Regions from separate parts of the Mus musculus genome. Here all the other regions are linked to region 2. The links are chromatin contacts, called in public HiChIP or PLAC-seq maps. All regions are on one chromosome and are shown on one strand. The core of a region is the stretch at or near the end of the contact, and the rest is flanking DNA. Distances in the headings are between cores, read along the strand shown.

Region 1 (2,740 bases), core at 85-2,584, 380 kb before region 2:
AGGATGACCTGGGTTTCTGATCATAACAAGCTGCTCTATTTTGAGGGTTGAGAATCCCATAATATTTTCTTGTTTAAGACACAGAGGAAATATGAAGCAGATATTATATTTATCTTCTTGATATGGTTGACACATCAGGAAGAAGATGCACAGGGTACTGCTGTGATCTGCATAGGCTGATAAGAACAAAACCATTCTCAATGATGGCTTAAATAACAAACTTGTATCCCCACCCTTCTGGAACTGCAAGGCAGAGGCACTGGAGTATTCAGTGTGTGGCAAAGGCCACTTCCTGACTCACAGGCAGCCATCTTGCTGTGTCTCCACATGACAGAGGGGCAAAGAAGTTCTTGAAGTCGTTTTTATCGCGCCTATTTAATGAGACTTAATATTGCTAAAATCTCTACCTCCAAACAACTTAAAATAAGGGTTATGTTTCAACCTAAATTTGATGGTTAAAAGAGACATTTGATACAACAAAGGTGACTACTTTCCCTTAACACTTCAGAAAGCAAATTATGTTGTATTTTTCTGCAGAAACATCTTCCTTTCTAAGACAATAAGGTCTTTCCCCCAGAACGGTGTCATTTGTGGTTAATTCGGTAAGGTTGAAGTTCGTGACGAGGCACAGGCTTGGCGACTGGACAAACGAGTGCCCTCGAGCCTTGTGCATAGGAACCTGTTACTTTACCTTTGTAAACATCAGCTTCTCCATCTGCAATGGGATAATGTCAATGCATTTATCCCAGAGGTTACTGTAAGAATGTCACACCCAAGACACTAAGTATGTTTCATTGTAGAATCCAGAGGATCAGTACTGCACAGCCCCTAATGAAATTATATAAGGAAAATACTTCAAGTCCCTTTGGGAATTGAGCGCTCCATAACGAGGTTCCAGATCTCTACAATAGGAATTGATTGAACAATCAGAAGAATGTCTTATGAGAGGCAAAATTCTGATTGAGCACTGAATAGCCTTTTAAGCAAGGTTTTTTGCATATCCTGGGATAATGAGACTACTACAATGAGTCCCCGTGCCATTGCGCTCTCACTGCTGAAAGACTGCCAATCCACAAAACCGTTTCTTTAAATAGAAGCAGCTATGCTGGTATACCGAGGAAAGGAACACGACATATTCCGGAAGAAACAGAGAGGGGTGCTTGTAGCAGAGCTCTCCTACCTTGCCCACCTGAAGAACTCTGCACCCTTGCCACCTCTCAGCATTGAGAAGGGGCCGCCTCAAGGTCAGCGGGAACATTTACAGCATCCCTCTCTTCCCCTGCCTCCTGCCTTTTCACTCCATCAACCACTGCAGGATCAAGTCAGGCAGAGCACATGAAAAATTCAAGACCGCAGCTCAACCCAATCACACCACAAGGTGACTTTTGCCGCCAGCTACAGTAGGAGTACTTCTGGGGAAACAGGAAATGTTAAAGCAAGCAGTCTGATAAAATATATCTTATAATTTTTTTTTTGACCGTAGGTGGAGGGTTTTAGATAGTGAAGCACCCTGGCAATAACCCCAGGTTTAATAACGGTGGAGAACATCTGATTTCTGTGAGCCCCTGAGCTCTGCTGCAGTTCACAGGATTCTGCTGACAGCTCAGCGAGCTATGTGGGCACGCCTTTTCATTTCCACAAGCAAGTTGTGCTCAGAAGTCCATGAGATGCTTCAAAATGCCAGCCCCCTCCCCCCGCTGCCACTCTCTTAAGGCTCAGCAGCAGCTCTGTGTGTCCTCCTGCATTTTTATAATGGCTCCTGGGCCTAAGGAAGCCTTTAGGATTTGAGACAATCCATTACCAGCTTCCTTATTTGCTTGCAGACTGAAGCATAAGAAAATGTCACAAAAGACAGCTGAAGATGGCACGGGGGACATTTATTAAGCTCTAAAAGTTAAAGGTACCAGAGTGCACTGTCTCTCGATTTTAGTAGTAGGTCTTTGAAGCAGGGGAAGCCAGGAAGCACTAGAAACTAAGTACTGACCATACCATATCCACTTAACACTGACCACCCAATCACTTCTAAAGGCGGGGACACAGTGACTGAGACAGTCAGTCCATGGGCAGTAGAGTCTCTGCTTCCTATAGAGTGTGTGTGTGTGTGTGTGTGTGTGTGTGTGTGTTGAAAAGTTCCCCTCTTAGCCTATCTATGAGACAGGACGCCAATTCAAGATTTGGGACTCGAGGCTCTTGATAAGGTCCCTGTCCCCCTCACAAGGGGAGGAAAGGAAAATATCAAACTTCCGTTGGGTTCCTTACCTTCATTGTCCTTTTCGCTTACCTCCACGAGCACCAGAGTAGGTCTAACTGGAGAGGGGCCGGGATCCCCGGCAATGAAACCCTCACCAATGTGCCCTGATAATGTTCATTTAATTGGAATTTTATCATTGGTTTCATGAGGTAATCACTTTTCTATACAAGGAACCCTGAAGCCATTGTAGAAAAACAAAATAACGAAGAAAAAAATATGTGGGTCTTGGGGTAGAGAGAGGACAGGGTCTTGCCACAGTATGAAGGAAGACCTGAAGTCAATGTCTAGAGCCTGTATTTGAAAACAAACAAACAAACAAAGCCCAAAAAACAAAAGGCAAAGCCGAGTACAGGAGGAGCAGGGGAGGTAGTGCACAGCTTGAATCCCAGCACCTATGAGGCAGAAACAGGAGGATCTCTGTGAGTGCAAGACCAGCCTGGCCTACAAAACAAATACCCCTCCCCCCAAATAAACAGCAACAGCAAGAAA
Region 2 (2,700 bases), core at 73-2,572:
TTACTCATGAAGATTTATTTTGCTTCTTACTTTTCAAATTATATTGTCAGTGTACACAACTAACCTCGTGTTTATTTTGGAAACTCTGCGAAATGGGGTAGGGCAGTAAGATTCCTTTATCTGAGGGGAAATAGCAAAACTAATACTTTAACGGGAAAGGTGAGTATATGGCTATTGTAGTGAAGCAAGCGAATATATCTGTAATCTCACACCCACTGTGTCTGTCATGCAGAGTTCTAAAATGAAAGCATCTTTGATTTATTTATTTATTTATTATTTGGTTAAATATGCTGCATGAGGCCGAATTTAATCAAGCACTGATAATAAGACCGAAAGTGGGGGTGATAACTTCCAATATTTGGAGCTCTCTATTCCCTGGGTTTTGTCTGACAGTTCGCTTTTTGTTTATAAGAGAATTGACAACCCCATTTTGTTGCTGCGGTTTTTAAATAAAATGTAATCTTTTGCAGAAAGTTTAACATATAGAACAAAAACATTGAGTCTGGCAAAATAGACTGAGAACACCAATGGCGGCACCCTGTCAAATGTCTTGAGCAGCCTTATAATTACTGTCACCTTCCTTTGTGGAACACTCACTGGGAGCACTGGGAGAGGCTAGGCATACTGTGGCTCTGTTGGAAATAATCACCAAGCCAGCTGGCTGCTACGAGAGAGATATCTGGTCTCTTACTAGAGGTTTAGGATCCAGGTGGCAACAGTTTAATGAATGGCAGCTTTTCCAACTCAAAATAAAGCACAGTAAATGTTTCTTAAGGGATTGGTGCCTGTAGAAATGCGCACCCATGCACATACACACACACACACACACAGAGTTCACACACACACACTCACACACAGAGTTCACACATACACACACACACACACACACACACACACACACACACACAGAGTTCCACAACCTGATGTTTATTTCCTTTTCTGGTGACTCTTTCTGGGGAGAAATGTTGAACTCGTTTTAATGGCATTACTGAGGTCAAACGAATGCATTAATATCTGAACGTGCTCCATGCTTACAATTGGATAATTGTTGCGGGGGGTGGGGGTGGGGCATCATTTCTTCATTTCCCTCCACTGCTAAACAATAATTGTCATAATCGGTTGTCAGAAACCAACCAACGCCTTTAGTTTAACGTCCTAGGAAAAGATTTCTTTCCCTCTGACAAAAGGGCAATGTCACTGGTGGTTCGGAAAGCAGGAGTAGAGGAAATGGGAGAGTTCCTTCCTCTCCTGTCTCCTTCCCAAGCCTGCTGGCAGTCCTTGCCCTTCCTCTGTGCCCGGAGGCTCCTCCCACCCACCTTGCGACTCACGCGCTTCCAACTGTATACCTTCTATGGCCCTCTTTTTTTAATTCACAGACACCCGTTGTATCTCACCCAATCCCAGGCATTAATTTCTAGCTGGTAAATTCTAAATTAAAACACGGGTTTTACGCATCAAGGTTAAATGCGTACGAAGAAGAATGCCCCCTGATTATGCCGCTGGCATAGAGCTCAGTTGGTTGAGGACGCTGAGAATCAGCTAATTTCACAAAAGCCGACCCGCAGACCTATTTTTACCGTCATTTGCTTGAGCTAGGTATTCCGTTTGAAGGCCACATTGAAATCAAAGTGTTTTCCCAGGCTCTTGGAGTGCCCGGGTCAAGAACGCTGACAATCTGCTGTCAGAGAGACAGCCTGTCAGCATTGCCCCCTGTCACACGGCCCAGTTGTCACTCCAATAAGAACAAGCAGGCAACCTGCTGCCTTGTGACAAGCACTGGGACTCAGAGACAGAGCCAAGTGCTATGAATGAAACCCCGGGAAAGGTCATTTTATGCCAGAAGAAATATGGCGTCGCCTGCAGCATGTTCATAATTTTGAATTAAAAAGTAGGTTAACTGTAAACCCAAGGACAGTTACTGAGGACCCATGTGGGTTTTTTTTTTCCTTTCAATTTTTCTCTTTCTTTTTTATTTTTTCCTTTTTTCTTTTTTCTCTCTTCTTTCCTTTTTCTTTCTTTTCTTTTCTTTTCTTTTCTTTCCTGTGTGTGTGTGTGTGTGTGTGTGTGTGTGTTTGTTGGGGTTGTGGTGATATTCAAGACATGGTTTCTCTGTGTACTCTGTGTAGTCCTGGATGTCCTGGAACTCCATTTGTAGACCAGGCTGGCCTCAAATCCATAGAAATCTGCCTTCCTCTGTCTCCCAAGTGCTGGGACTAAAGGTCTGCGCTACCACACACCCAGCTTCCACCTCCCTTGTATAATCTCTGAGTTTTGAACTCTTCTCTAGCTTGAACACTTCAGTCAAAAGATGGAGGAAATGTGTCATTTGGGGCTATTGATGTCCTAGATGGGAGGGTGTTTTTTCCCCTTTTTTCCCTCCCCCCTCCTTTTTTTTCCCTTCTTTCTTTTCTTCTCCCCTCCTTCTTTCCTTCCTTCCTTCCTTCCTCCCTCCCTCCCTTCCCTCCTTCCCTCCCTCTTTCTTTCCTTCCTTCCTTCCTCCCTCCCTCCCTTCCCTCCTTCCCTCCCTCTTTCTTTCTTTCTTTCTTTCTTTCTTTCTTTCTTTCTTTCTTTCTTTCTTTCTTTCCTTCCTTCCTTCCTCCCTCCCTCCCTCCCCTCCCTCCCTCCCTCCCTCTTTCTTTCTTTCTTTCTTTCCTCCCTCCCTCCCTCCCTCCCTCCCTCCCTCCCTCCCTTCCTCCCTTC
Region 3 (2,700 bases), core at 72-2,571, 360 kb before region 2:
ATTGAATTAACCCTTCTGGTTTCACAAGAATGTGACTGCGCTCAAAAAAAAAAAAAAAATCCAGAATGATCCAGCTCTTGCCAGTGTCCTTTTTCTGTGCATGTAGTTTGTCATTCTTTTCTCCTAAGATTATTTTTCTCTGCTCCAAGTCAACACATGAAATATGGAGACCACAGCTTCTGACCTGTGGAATGGTAAGCTATGTGTGCTCAAAAGGGAAATCTGAAGAATGAGAAACCTACTCCTGGTTTGACCATGGGTTAATTGGACTTCAAAGTCAATTTGCTTAAAAGAACTACAAACATAACTATTATCTGTGTCTACTTGAATAATCTTATTACAACCATAGTAGTTGTCTTGACATCGTGAAGCCTGCTGTGATTAGTTTCAGTCGCCTTTTGGGAGACTGGGTAGGGAAAGGAGGTGAGCGAGCGGGGAACCACAAGACATTTGGTCTTGGTGGATTGGTTGATGAACGGAAGGTTAAGGCTTGAGCTTTTTCTTGGGCAGTGAAGAAAACATTTGAATTGCCAACATCACACCGTTGTGTTTGTGTCCCTCCACCATGAAGACTAGAGAGCGAGAGCTCATCCTCTCAGGTCCCCTGATGCCACCGAGGGCTCTGGTGGTCAAGTTGGAATATGAGCGGGCAAAGTTGGCCAATGTTTCCTCTGCTACCCTTCTTTCTGCCGGGAAGCTGGAAGGATGATGTCAGAAAAGAGGGAAAATGCTTAGCCAAGAATTCCTATTGCACACAAGTGATTCCCTTCGCTGATATGAGCCACTCTGTGATATTATTCTGGAATTATCGCCTGGACACAACCCATCAGATGTAACTAATTTAACTATAGGGTCTGGCAAACACAAGGCTAACCCCCAGGTGCCTAGGGACAGGCAAGTTTTACTGCAAACCGTAGGGTCCTGGTGAGGATTGATATTCTATATCAACTTGACAGGCCCACGGGATGGCCAAATGCTCAGTTAAACACTATTGTAGGATCTACAAGGACATTTCTGGGAGGGATGATGAGTCTATAGACTGGTTATAACCACTTCCCTGTTTAGTGAGGGTGCTCCTCATCCAACTGACCTCGAACCAGAATCAAACTGAAAGGCAAAAGAAGAGGCTATTCCTCATGCCCGCACTGAGGGCTAAGAGCTGGCATTTTCCTCTGGGACTAAAAAATGGCAGCTGGTGTCTCAGTCTAACCCAGCTTTTACAATAGAACTCACTAGATTGACTTTCCCATTCTCAGCAGACTTTTGGACTCAAACTGGAGTTATATCATCGGGTTTCCTGGATGCACAGCTTACTCAATGCGCAGCTTGGAAATGCTCCCTCTCTCGAACCACATGGTGCAAACCTTTCTCCCACATATGCGTGCATACTTACATAATCACATATTCACACATATATGCATAAATAATCTCCATTTTCTTTGGAGGATACTGACTGAGAGAATCTGAGAAAAATGTTACCTAAAAGGATCTTGATCGTGGATTAAGCTAAACATCCTGTGATGGGAAGATTCTTCGAGGGACACCACATATAATCATAAGAGGCTTCATAGAAGTGGGGTGGGGGAAGATCAGAGCCACAGACAGAGAACCGAGAATGCAGAATTCAGAGGGAAGAACAGAGGTTCCGTTCCTTCCTCTGAATGTAGAAGAGCAGACCAAGAATCAGTGTCAATCAACTAAGACATAAAAGTGGACTCTTCCCTTAACACTGCCGAGAACGGGACCCGTATTAGACTCTGACCCCCCTAATTACAAAATTAAATTGTTACCCCTCAAAGTGTATATGGTAATTTGCTACAGCGAACGTAGGAAACTAACACAGCTGTCTTGTTGCTAGGATCCCCAAGGACTCACACAACCTCTAATCATCCCTAAATCCACTTGAGACACCGCAGGGGAATCAGGAGGCTGTGCCTTTCCCATAGATTGAAGCTTCCCCTTCAGATCCAACGAGACGCACAGTATAGACATAAAGGCAAATCTGGATTCTTTTATCCAAGAGTGATTTTTTTTTCTTCAAACCCAGCTACCCCTACAGGCTTTGTGACTAAGCTGCATTCACCAAATGGAAATTTCATTTGCGTGACATTTAATATGGAGCTCTCTGAATGCATGATTAATTCTTGCAGATGTGAGATTAACTCATTATCAGATTTACAGAAGGTGGCGCTGCCATGAGAGAGCCCGTCTCTTTTCCGCAGCCTCTGCCAGGTTACTTCGCTACCCAAATCGTTCCGCCCCGAGGAACAACAACTCCTGGCATCATCGAAGGCGAGCTGGGGTCTCATGAGCGATTGGTTCAGAAGATTGCATCTTTATTATTGACAGTTCCCCCGAGGGATTTTGGGTCTCAAGTTCTGCTCCGAGACTTGAATTCATTAAAGGTTTTCCATCTTGAGCCAGTTTTAATTAAACTGTGCTCCCTTGCTCTTAAGTGTCCCGTGGCTCATTTGCCGCAGCAGGTTGCACGTAGTAGAATCCAGCTGTTGAGTGATTCTGACATCCCACACACTCCTGCTGTCATTTCAGGAGACCTACACGTGGCTCTAGAAGGTTAGCCGTTTCTTTAGCTAAATGTTCACAAAAGTATGGCTTCTTTACCACGGAAAGGATCAGAAAATGAAATCTAAAACTAGTATCTCAGTTTGCATTTTTTTTTCAGGAAGTAAAACTGGTATT

The links. HiChIP or PLAC-seq counts read pairs in DNA pulled down with a chosen protein or histone mark.
Region 1: an H3K4me3 HiChIP or PLAC-seq map of forebrain shows a contact between it and region 2, with 10 times the contacts expected there. The contact joins two enhancer-like sites. A contact is called at or near these places in 2 of 484 Hi-C or Micro-C datasets (bone marrow-derived macrophages and visceral endoderm) and 11 of 115 datasets of contacts at active chromatin or transcription factors (embryonic basal ganglia, embryonic forebrain, embryonic hindbrain and 5 more).
Region 3: a contact with region 2 is called in an H3K4me3 HiChIP or PLAC-seq map of forebrain, with 6 times the contacts expected there. The contact joins two enhancer-like sites. A contact is called at or near these places in 2 of 484 Hi-C or Micro-C datasets (bone marrow-derived macrophages and olfactory sensory neurons) and 10 of 115 datasets of contacts at active chromatin or transcription factors (embryonic basal ganglia, embryonic forebrain, embryonic hindbrain and 7 more).

What each region holds. Positions count from the first base shown.
Region 1 is chr10:111,899,850-111,902,589 of GRCm38.p6, reverse strand. No RefSeq gene overlaps it. Among named protein-coding and RNA genes, the nearest start is that of Gm20758, 27 kb to the right of the region's middle. Within about 2 kb of position 1,334, at least 22 of the 459 cell types and tissues checked have an H3K27ac peak or open chromatin away from gene starts, as enhancers often do. A contact at or near this core is called in forebrain, where this site is marked.
Region 2 is chr10:111,518,788-111,521,487 of GRCm38.p6, reverse strand. No RefSeq gene overlaps it. Among named protein-coding and RNA genes, the nearest start is that of Phlda1, 14 kb to the right of the region's middle. Within about 2 kb of position 1,322, at least 28 of the 459 cell types and tissues checked have an H3K27ac peak or open chromatin away from gene starts, as enhancers often do. A contact at or near this core is called in forebrain, where this site is marked.
Region 3 is chr10:111,881,327-111,884,026 of GRCm38.p6, reverse strand. No RefSeq gene overlaps it. Among named protein-coding and RNA genes, the nearest start is that of Gm20758, 8.3 kb to the right of the region's middle. Within about 2 kb of position 1,321, at least 12 of the 459 cell types and tissues checked have an H3K27ac peak or open chromatin away from gene starts, as enhancers often do. A contact at or near this core is called in forebrain, where this site is marked.